2 separate regions of the Mus musculus genome follow, and region 1 is linked to region 2. The links are chromatin contacts, called in public Hi-C maps. All regions are on one chromosome and are shown on one strand. The core of a region is the stretch at or near the end of the contact, and the rest is flanking DNA. Distances in the headings are between cores, read along the strand shown. Region 1 overlaps St6galnac3 (ST6 (alpha-N-acetyl-neuraminyl-2,3-beta-galactosyl-1,3)-N-acetylgalactosaminide alpha-2,6-sialyltransferase 3). Region 2 overlaps St6galnac5 (ST6 (alpha-N-acetyl-neuraminyl-2,3-beta-galactosyl-1,3)-N-acetylgalactosaminide alpha-2,6-sialyltransferase 5).

Evidence for each region. A called contact is a pair of places that touch in the nucleus more often than the background predicts.
Region 1: a Hi-C map of cerebral cortex shows a contact between it and region 2, with 2.7 times the contacts expected there. The contact joins two enhancer-like sites. A contact is called at or near these places in 3 of 484 Hi-C or Micro-C datasets (cerebral cortex, extraembryonic endoderm stem cells and forebrain), 2 of 115 datasets of contacts at active chromatin or transcription factors (differentiating embryonic stem cells and embryonic fibroblasts) and 1 of 9 other capture datasets (embryonic stem cells).

The regions. Positions count from the first base shown.
Region 1 is chr3:153,481,375-153,486,310 of GRCm38.p6, forward strand. All of the region lies in intron 2 of St6galnac3 (ST6 (alpha-N-acetyl-neuraminyl-2,3-beta-galactosyl-1,3)-N-acetylgalactosaminide alpha-2,6-sialyltransferase 3), which reads right to left. Among named protein-coding and RNA genes, the nearest start is that of Gm46831, 25 kb to the right of the region's middle. Within about 2 kb of position 3,552, at least 18 of the 459 cell types and tissues checked have an H3K27ac peak or open chromatin away from gene starts, as enhancers often do. A contact at or near this core is called in cerebral cortex, where this site is marked.
Region 2 is chr3:152,839,687-152,844,235 of GRCm38.p6, forward strand. St6galnac5 (ST6 (alpha-N-acetyl-neuraminyl-2,3-beta-galactosyl-1,3)-N-acetylgalactosaminide alpha-2,6-sialyltransferase 5) reads right to left here. Exons shown (of 5, transcript NM_012028.5): 4 at 458-565. It also overlaps a transcript of Pigk not described here. Among named protein-coding and RNA genes, the nearest start is that of Gm46830, 58 kb to the right of the region's middle. Within about 2 kb of position 1,700, at least 14 of the 459 cell types and tissues checked have an H3K27ac peak or open chromatin away from gene starts, as enhancers often do. A contact at or near this core is called in cerebral cortex, where this site is marked.

The DNA of each region.
Region 1 (4,936 bases), core at 2,302-4,801, 640 kb after region 2:
GGGACATGCCAAAGGGACATGATAGGGAAAACACATCACCATTAAAGGAATCTTAAAAATGGGTTGTCCCCAGGTCACTGAGGCATCTGACTCGCCATCTTTGCACAGTGGATCTGGCATACACTATACTGACATACATTGCTGAGCATCCTACAGGAATTCTACCCTTCCCCAAGGCGCATTTAGGTTAGATCCCTTGTTAGTCTCCAGTGCAAGGCCCCCCAGTGGTATCTGACTTATGTAATGAAATCTAAGTAACTGCCCAAGACTGGATTCTCTTCTTTAAAAAGACATTCAAGGTCTGGAGGTTTTATTGGGAGAGAACAGAGCGCTTCTCCTCCACTTGCTCTTCACTCTTGCACGCTCTGCCACATGCACATTTGTTTCTTTTGTAAAAATTTATAAAGAGAAGCTCAAAACATCTTTGGCTTTGACTATGACATTTCTGTTTTAAAGCAGCTACTTTGATGGACACATCAACCATATGGTCTAGCGTATTTTTCAGAAGACCCAAGTATTGTGTAACAGAGAGGAAGGCTCTTTGTTAGTTTGAGGCATGGGTTAGTACACGAAGCACAACACAGACACATTCCACGGAAGCCTGACTAGACAGAAACTTCTGCACACAAAGCTCCCGAGACCTCAGAGCCCAATCTCACTCTCAAACCACCTCTCCATCTATGTGCATCATCCTCATCTGCTTGGGCTGCATAAAACTGGCACCAGCAGTTTCAAAATTCTTGGTTTTCAGGAAAGAAAGAAGATTAGAAAAATCTATCACGCCAAGGTAATTTCAATTTCTGCAGCCTCGCTGTGTCTCGGGAGATCTCAGTCTCACGTGGTTTGGGAGAGGGGTGGCTACACCCGGCATACAGAGCTTCAAATTAGAGTGAGTAAATGGAGACTTGGCTGCGTGCTTTTGAAAGGCTGCCAGGCTCTGCTCAGCTGTCTTTTCTACATCAACTCTCATGTGCGAAGGAAATCAGAGAGAACAAGTTGCTGAGAACGATGCTCTTCCGCATGTGAAATGTACAGAAATCACAGGTGGTCTCCCGGACTAAATTAGACTTTCAGGGTAAATCAATAGGGTCAGCAAGTGCGTGAGGCAATAAAACTAGACCAGACCAGTCACGGCTAAATAATAAGTTATCCCTGTCAATGTGGAATCTTAGAAAATAAATGGCGGAGGCCACTTTCCAAGCGTACTCTGTATGGGCTATTTTAATTGGCAGGATGCTCTAAGAATAAAATTCTCTTCATGGCAAGTTCTCTCTGAGTTTCTAGAGCATAGATTTTGAGCACCAATGGGAGAAGGGGGTTTTCTCATTGTACAACTGGTAGCGTGTATTCAAATCCAATGTTTACAGATCTCTAAGTTTCAATCTCATTATGGGGCTTCTCAAATAAAACTCAAGCACACATTATAATCCATTAGGCACTGTGGGCGTGTTGGGTTATGTATGCAAGGAGACCAGAGGTCGAGGTTGGGAGTTGTCCTTTATGGTGCTGTGCTTTTTGTGTCTCTCTGTCTCTCTCTGTCTGTCTCTGTGTCTGTCTGTCTGTCTCTCTCATTCCAGGACACTATCCCTCTCTGAACTAGTCAGTTCTAGGGTTTTCTGAGCAGGTGCTGGGGACAGACATGCAGGTCTTCATGATTGTACAGACAAGCACCTGACCAAGCCATCTCCCTGGCCCTTGTCATTTCTTTTTAACATAATACTCTATAAATTACATGAGAGAGTCAATAATATATCATAAAAAAGGTTTTCAGTTAGATTATTTTGACAACAGTTGGTGACTTTAAGTATTCTAAGCTCATTTAAAGAAGTCTAAGCCAAATGTGTTCTGTTTTTTACTTCTCTCTTCTCTCCTCCCTCCCCCTCCATACTTATGGGCATAGGAAAATATACACACATCTATATTCTTAAAATTATTCTTAAACAAATGCATAGGGGCATATGTCAAAGACACACTAGAATCAGTTAAGAGGAATCAATAGGACAATTAAGTTAGTTTAATAGACAACGGAAAAGGCTGCCAGAGCTGAGCAGATGGATAAATGGACAGACAGGAAGGGTGGATGAATATGATCTTCAAGCTACATATCCAGAGAGCATAATGCTCTAGAGTAAGCAACCCCATGCCTGTTAGAAGTCCTTTCCTTGTGGCTGGACGACAGTCACTTGCATCTTGGTTCTCTGCATGTTGGTAGCATCTAAACTTCGCAGGCTCTGGACTGGAACCAATGGTAAAGAGTAAGGCAGATGAAATCCCATTGGCTAACAATCAGGTGATCTTTCAGTAGGCTTGTTAGAAGATGCTCTAGAATGACAGCCACCCCATGGCAGGGAGAGTGTTAGGAAGAGAGGAGGGAGTGCAGAGGGGGCAAGGCTTGTGGTCATGTGAAGCAGACATGTTCCACAAGCATGGCCATTCTGCCCTCAGCAGACATCCTTTGTCCTCCTCTGGCATGTCATTCTAGGTGTCTGCATTGTGCTGATCAGACCCCACAGCCATCAGAATGGTGAGCAGAGTAAACGTCACGGTTTGCTGGCATCCTCAGATATCTCATGATAGAGACACAAATGGACTAAGGCAGATGGCCAAGTAAATGAAAACCTGTGTCAGGTGTCAGCAACAACTCAGGGCGTAGAGTAATGATTCGGGCACAAAGGATGTGGATACAGGCAGGGAGGGGAGGAGACAGGAAATGCACATTCAGAAACGTGATGGTGGAGGGCTTCTCCATAAGCAACATGATTCCAAACCAGACCTTTCTGCAACTTGTATGTGCTTCTCTACCATAACACCATGTCAGCATCCTCTACAACACTTCACCACTTGTGTGTGATTCACTCACATGTTTACTGGCTTCTATTACATCAACGAGTTCCAGGAGGCTCAATACAGGTCTTGTCCCCTAGCTTGGCTCCTAGCTCAGTGTCTGGCATCTAGTGGCTACCATACCTCGGATGGATGGATGGATGGATGGATGGATGGATGGATGGATGGATTGGATAGGTGGGTGCATGGATGAATGGGTGGATGTAGGAATAGATGAAAGGATGATAGATGGACAGATGGTTAGATGAATGAGAGAGTGTACCTCATAAAGTCAATTCTCACAGATGCCTTAAACCACTTTTCATGATCACCTTTATGGCAGAATGCCAGGGAACCATACTATTTCAAGGCACTGGCACACTTTCAGTATTTTAAGCAAATAAAATGCAAAAACTCTCAAAGGGCTTGGGAGATAGGATCACTCGTATGGACTGTCTCTCCTCTTTGTACTCCACAGGCTTTTGCTACAGATCTGGATTGGAAGGAAATGGGACAGAGATTTCTGACCTTGAGGACAGGACAGTGGCACACACAGCAGGGATCGAAAGACTGCCTCCTGCTCTCCATCCTGGCTGCATGCCTGGTTATTTCTGGCTTGGACTACTTTCCGGAGCTTTCTAGGATTCGGGCTTCTGTGCAACTCATAACACATACTGATTTGACCCTTTTTATTTTTTTCCCACATCTCTACATTGGGAGTTTCCCATCCTGCTTAGCAACCCTTCACTTTCCCTTTATAGATGCTCCATGCTGAGAGGCAGCAGCCATGAGGGAGGTGTGAGGAAGGCGCGTGGCTGGAGATGCCCACTTCGCTTCTGTCACTAGGCAGGAGAGGGAAGGCTGCTCTGCTTGCAACATTCTGAGGCGTCATTTATCACAGGAACTACAGAGAATCTGGAGGAACTCATTTGGGGTGTATAATCTAAAAGGATAGCCTGAATTAGTAAGAATAAAAATGTGTATTGCTTGCACACAGACTCTTCAGCATAGAGAAAGCTGAGACACACTTCACCTGTGACCTTACCAGGGGCAGCACTTCAGCATCCTTAATTAGAAACTGCCCGTTTCCTCCTGTGCCTTAGAAAGACAGCGCCCAGATTAGACTCCAGATATCCTCACTGCTTCCTCTGGCAGAGCCTGGCTCCACCAGGGAACTACTTGTTTACAAGGCTGCAGAACCAATGCACCTGCCCGCCCCACCCATTCCACCTGCAAAGCAGGGGCCAAGGTTGTCTAATCACTTGGTGACTTCTCCCCTAGCACAGCTGTGTGCCCTTTCTCAATGCCCTTGACTTTACCACCCCAGAATGTTCTCTTTACTACGAAAGAGGCCACACAACCCCACTCGTATTGTGGAGATCCCTCGTAGACCACAGAGACAATGATGTCCCGTCACTGTGACACACAGACCCATACATTCTAAGAAAATACTCAACTTGGGCTTGCATATCTTGGAATCTTTGGACAATAGCTGTTTTCTCCCCATTCAGCATATACAAAAGTAAGATCTCATAGCTCACAGATGCACAGAGGGAACACAGCCACAGTGACTAATATTTGTGTCATGCTTTGAAGTTCACTGCAAGGTGCCCATCAACATAAGCACCCCTGGCTGTTCTCTGACCCTGTGCTTCCTCCCTGATGAGATCACGTGATCCTGCAGTGTCTTGTGAGAACACTCTATCTGCATGGCTTCTCCATCCCTTCCCATCCCTAAGTGCAGAATCTCTGAATGCAGTGGCTCCAGCCTCCATGTGCATCTCTATGGATCACGAGTGTCTGTCTTCTGGGAGTTATCAATCTCCTGACACTGGATTAGAAGAGGAACCTGTCCCGTGTTGCTCACACCCTACCCCAAGTGCCTCAGATAGACACGCAGGAGACACTCGCTTATCGTAGATGGTTGTTGATGAGTAACTGAGCTGACTTTATACTGGATCAAGTCTTTCTTTACAGGAGCAGCCTAAGGAGGAGAAACGCTTAGTTCCATGTATAATTCCCATTTGCGGCAAACAAGACAGCTTAAAGCAGTTCAAGGCATATCTGCTAACTGTACCTTGCTGGACACGGCTGGGAATGATCTGGTTTCTTG
Region 2 (4,549 bases), core at 450-2,949:
GGCTCTAGGAATATGAACCAAGACTAGACTGTGGTCAGAGGAAGAGACTCGAAGGAATGTTATAATTTCAGGAAACTCTCAGTCCAAGGAATTGCCCCATGGATTCATTTAAACATCACTGCATTTCTTCCAAATGGAAAGGAAACTCAAAATTCTTAATGCCTGTTCATCATCAATATTATGCCAATTATTGCATTACTTTTGGCTGATAAATATTCAGAGAATAAATGAAGCCCGTAAGATGGATTCTCTAGGAGTACAAATAAAAACTTTCAATATTTTCCATCACATAATTAAATGACGTTTGCTGTTTCTGCAGCCAGGACCTGGGACATGCTAAGTCATTGCTCTGAGAAGGTGCATTGGCATGTTTTGTGTTTGATGTTCAGAATCAGCTGATGATTTCTCAGCCCTAAATGGCTCTGCTGATGAAGTACCTTCACGGAATCAATCCTACCTGCAGAAGTCTGGGGGCACCATGCCGTAAACATCGATCCTGTCACACAGCTCCAGAGCAATTGTCATGGTGAACCAGCCAGTGCTCAGCCAAGTGTTGGAGATCTTCCTGGAAGGAACAAGGGTGAAGTCTGCACTCTGGTAAAGCAATCCCAGACTCATAGCCATGCTGGAGCCAACTATTAAACAACCTCCCACCCGTAACGCACACACGCACATACGCCCATGCACACACACCCCACATGCACACATGCACATGTGCACACACATGTACCCTACATGCACCCAGGCACACAGGCAAGTACTCACACATGCACTTTCTCTTACTCTCTCCCATTTGGTACACATTAGAATTTTGATAGACCAAAATCTCTTCTAGTACATGCATAACTAATGTTGATGCTTAAGGGATTTCTACATCATTAAAGATAATGATCATTGTTTGAATGCTTAAGTGTGTGCTGCCATAATTCAATTGTAGGATGCCAATATCCATGTGGCCATTTGTTATTAATGAGAAAATTTGACTAGAAATTCTCCCTGTGTCCCTAAATAAGCTAGATTACAAATAATATAAATATCGATAAACAAGTAGGTCTTGCTACCTCTCTTTCCATCTATCTATTAATCTACCCACTTATCTATCATCTATATATGTATATATGCATGTGTGCATGCATGTATGTATGCATGTATATAACACATCTATCTTCTCATATTTATCACCATCATTTGTCACTTATCTATCACCAATCAGTTTCATTCTGTCATCTATTATCACCTATTACTTATCAGTCATTAATCTATTATCTGTCTACACAACCATCTACTCATTTATCATGTATGTATATATGTATCTGTCCATCCGTCTGCCCATCCATCCATCCATCCATCCATCCATAGGTGAAAGATTGTCCCAAAGCACATTAAGAACACCAGCGTTATGACTGAATTTCTTTTCTTAGGAGCACATGCGCTTGGGAAGAGCTGAGGAAGAGAGCCAGAAGTATGCTTGCATCTCATAGAGCCTCTACATTTACCTTACCTAAGGTCATTCGGAGCCTTCTGAAATGTCTAAGTCCCAAACTGACAAGTTTAAGGAAATAAATCTGTGCATTTTGCCATTCACTAACATGTGCATTCAGACGTCTGAGTGGAAGCTGGACAAGCAGCCCAGCCTCAGGAGACCAGTGGAGACACATCGGCAGGAGACCAGTGGAGACACATCGGCAAGGTCTAATTTGAGTCCTGAGAATGAGTCACTGGTCTCCATGCTCCACTGCTGTGGGTGTTAATTTCAGTTCTTCTGGGACTGCTGCCTTTTCTTTCTTCAGTGCCATGGCATGCCTCATTAGCCAGCTCCAAACACCTTATCCCCAAGGTCAGACTGTCTGACTTTGCCCAGCCACAGAGCTGTATGTGAGGTGAATCGCAGAGCTGAAGAAAGCGCTTTCCAGATGCACTGCAGAGCTCCGCACTTTGGGAAGGGAGACTGTTAAACAGTTTGCTTTATTCCCCTTCATGCAGGGATAGGAAATACTTCCAAGAAGGCTTTTGCCTTGCAGAGAGCCTGTCGGACATGGGTGGGCTTCAGCTTCAAACATGTTTTCCTCCTCTCCAGAGCTTCCTGACCGAGCTTGTCACAGCCCCTACAGATGAGGAGAGCATGAGCCCCACACTCTCGTGTTTCTGTCACGTGCAGCTGGATAACCTGGATGGCTTGCTGCTCATCCCTGAGCCTCAGATTATCTACAAAGCAGGTACTAGATGCTCTGTCCCCTGGCCATTTGAGAATGTTAGAAAATATCCACAAAAGGGCCCCAGGCGCGGGCGGTGGTGACACATAGAGATCCCTCTCTTCTCCCCTGGCTGCTGGGGTGAGTGGACGAGGTAAACAATTTAGCATTCCTTCAGTGCTGTTTAGTGTCCAGGAAGAAGACCCTTCCAACCCTCTGGTGCTGGGGTCTGATGGAGGAGGTGCAGCCGTAGCCAGGGCAGCATTTATAAAGAACAGAAGTGCCAGCTTTTGCAGGTGTTAGTATATTCCTTGCCGCTCTCTCACTAGGGCTACACCTTCATAAGGCTTTGGGCTAGAGGGCCTGGGAAGGAACTGAATGAGAATGGGAAGAGGAGGAAGAGCCCTCCTTTAAAGGGGAGCCCATGTGCGTACCTCTGCTGTGTTAATGTACTGGGCAGTTCTTCCCAGACTAGTCTGACAGAGCCCAGGAAAAACACAACCCTCACTCACATCCCAGAGATCCCTGAGAGATCTGGGAACCAATGGTCACACCCATACCTTCTGCCTTTCCATCCCCAGGAAACACCAACCAGGGCTTTCCTGGGAGCAGAAACTCCTGGGAAGTTTCCCTGTGATGCCACAGCCTAGAATACAGGAGGATGTGCGGCCACAGGAAGGGGGTCTGCAGGTGGAAATGGGAAGAATACAAAGTGGAGGACTAGAAGAACTGAAGTGAGGCACTCTTTTAAGTGCCACTTAAAATTCCCCAGACTTCCTAAATAATAGCCTTGGGATCACACACCATAGAAACGCAACTGCTTTGTTCTGTCTTCCTGAAAGAATCGGAACTCTTTTTTTTTTCCCCTCCAACAAAGGAATATCTACTGTTTTTACAGTTAATCAGCTGTAATGAAAGAATATGAAGAGCTGTCATGTGCTTATTAGAGAAAATTAGCAGATATTCTTTTATATGATGAAGTAACACACTGAGCTGATAACGCTATAGTGCACACTAAATTACAATTAAAGGCCTTTCTGCTCTGCCAGAGTCTCATTTATAATCTCAATGGAATATTCTTCCTGCAGTTATTTCATTTATGCTTCCTTTATGTAATTACTATAATATTGGTTCTGAATCATATTTTCCTAATGTGCCCTTATTCAATTATAAAGTTATTTTCAAGTATAGTTACTTTCTAATATCAAAGAACATGATTTGGCCATCTCTGTCATCTGCGGGGCTTCTTAATTGCAGAGTGTTCACGGGTCATTTTCATCTCCATTTTTAAGGGTAAAACTTCCTATAAATCAAAAATCTCCTGACTTGGCCCATGTCTTAAAAAATATTAGCCTGAACAGAATGTTCCAGTGACGAGTTTGGTGTGGATAGAAAGCCAACTCTTTAATGTGTCTTCAACATATGCGCTCATATTGTTGGATGTCTCTGCTTACATACAAGGAATATTTTCAACCCAAAAGTTCTGGGTTTCAGGCAAGTGGAAATCTGTTCTGCAAGGCTGTTTCTGTCTCCCAGCCTAAGAATAAGGACGCATAAGAATAATGAGTCAATAGCAGGCTAGCTTTGTAAAGACAGTCTCCTAAGGTAAGAGATGCAAAGCTCCTTCAGAAGGATCGATACGCTTCGGCATACAACAAGGTCATGGGTGAGATTGCCCGAGCAGGGCAGAGTGGGTGATACCTGGGGTATATCTGCGGAAGAGGCCCAGGAGCTCAGCTGCAAAGACTTGGCTCACTTCTTACAGCTGGACTAGCAAAGAGAGATGTCTGAGCCGAAGGCCATCCCTGGTCAGGCTACAGGGAGGAGTAAGGTGTGTCTTATATGAGACTGTTCCTTAGGGACCTCAAGAGGTCACAGGGGTGGGATGCTTTAGTCTCCAGGCCGACCATATCGTGTGATCCCTTGCAGAGATGCAGCAGTGTGCAGCTGTCTTTGTGAACCCTGCTCCAGGGTTTTGGGTAGACTTACTTTTAATGAATAATTATTAAACAAAAAAGAGAATGCACTTTTTTTATGGCTCAGACAGTTTAAACTTTTTTTTTTTTAATTTCTAAGCAGCAACATTTAGTTGTAAATAGTTGGCTGTTTGTCATTCCTTATAAAATGTGCTCTTGGTGAAAGAACTTGTTAACATTCAGGGCTGTTTCCTGTTGCTGGGCCACAGGGTTGGGCATGATAGGAATTTGTATTAGCTCTTAACTTTTAATCAGGAGTGTCCATGTGATCTGATCCATGGCTGGGCTAGAGATTGACTAGGTTAGCCACAGGTCTGGGCTGTGCTAGTTGTAGGGCTGTGGGCTAGCCTTGGGTCTGTTAGCTTGCCATAAGTGTGATGG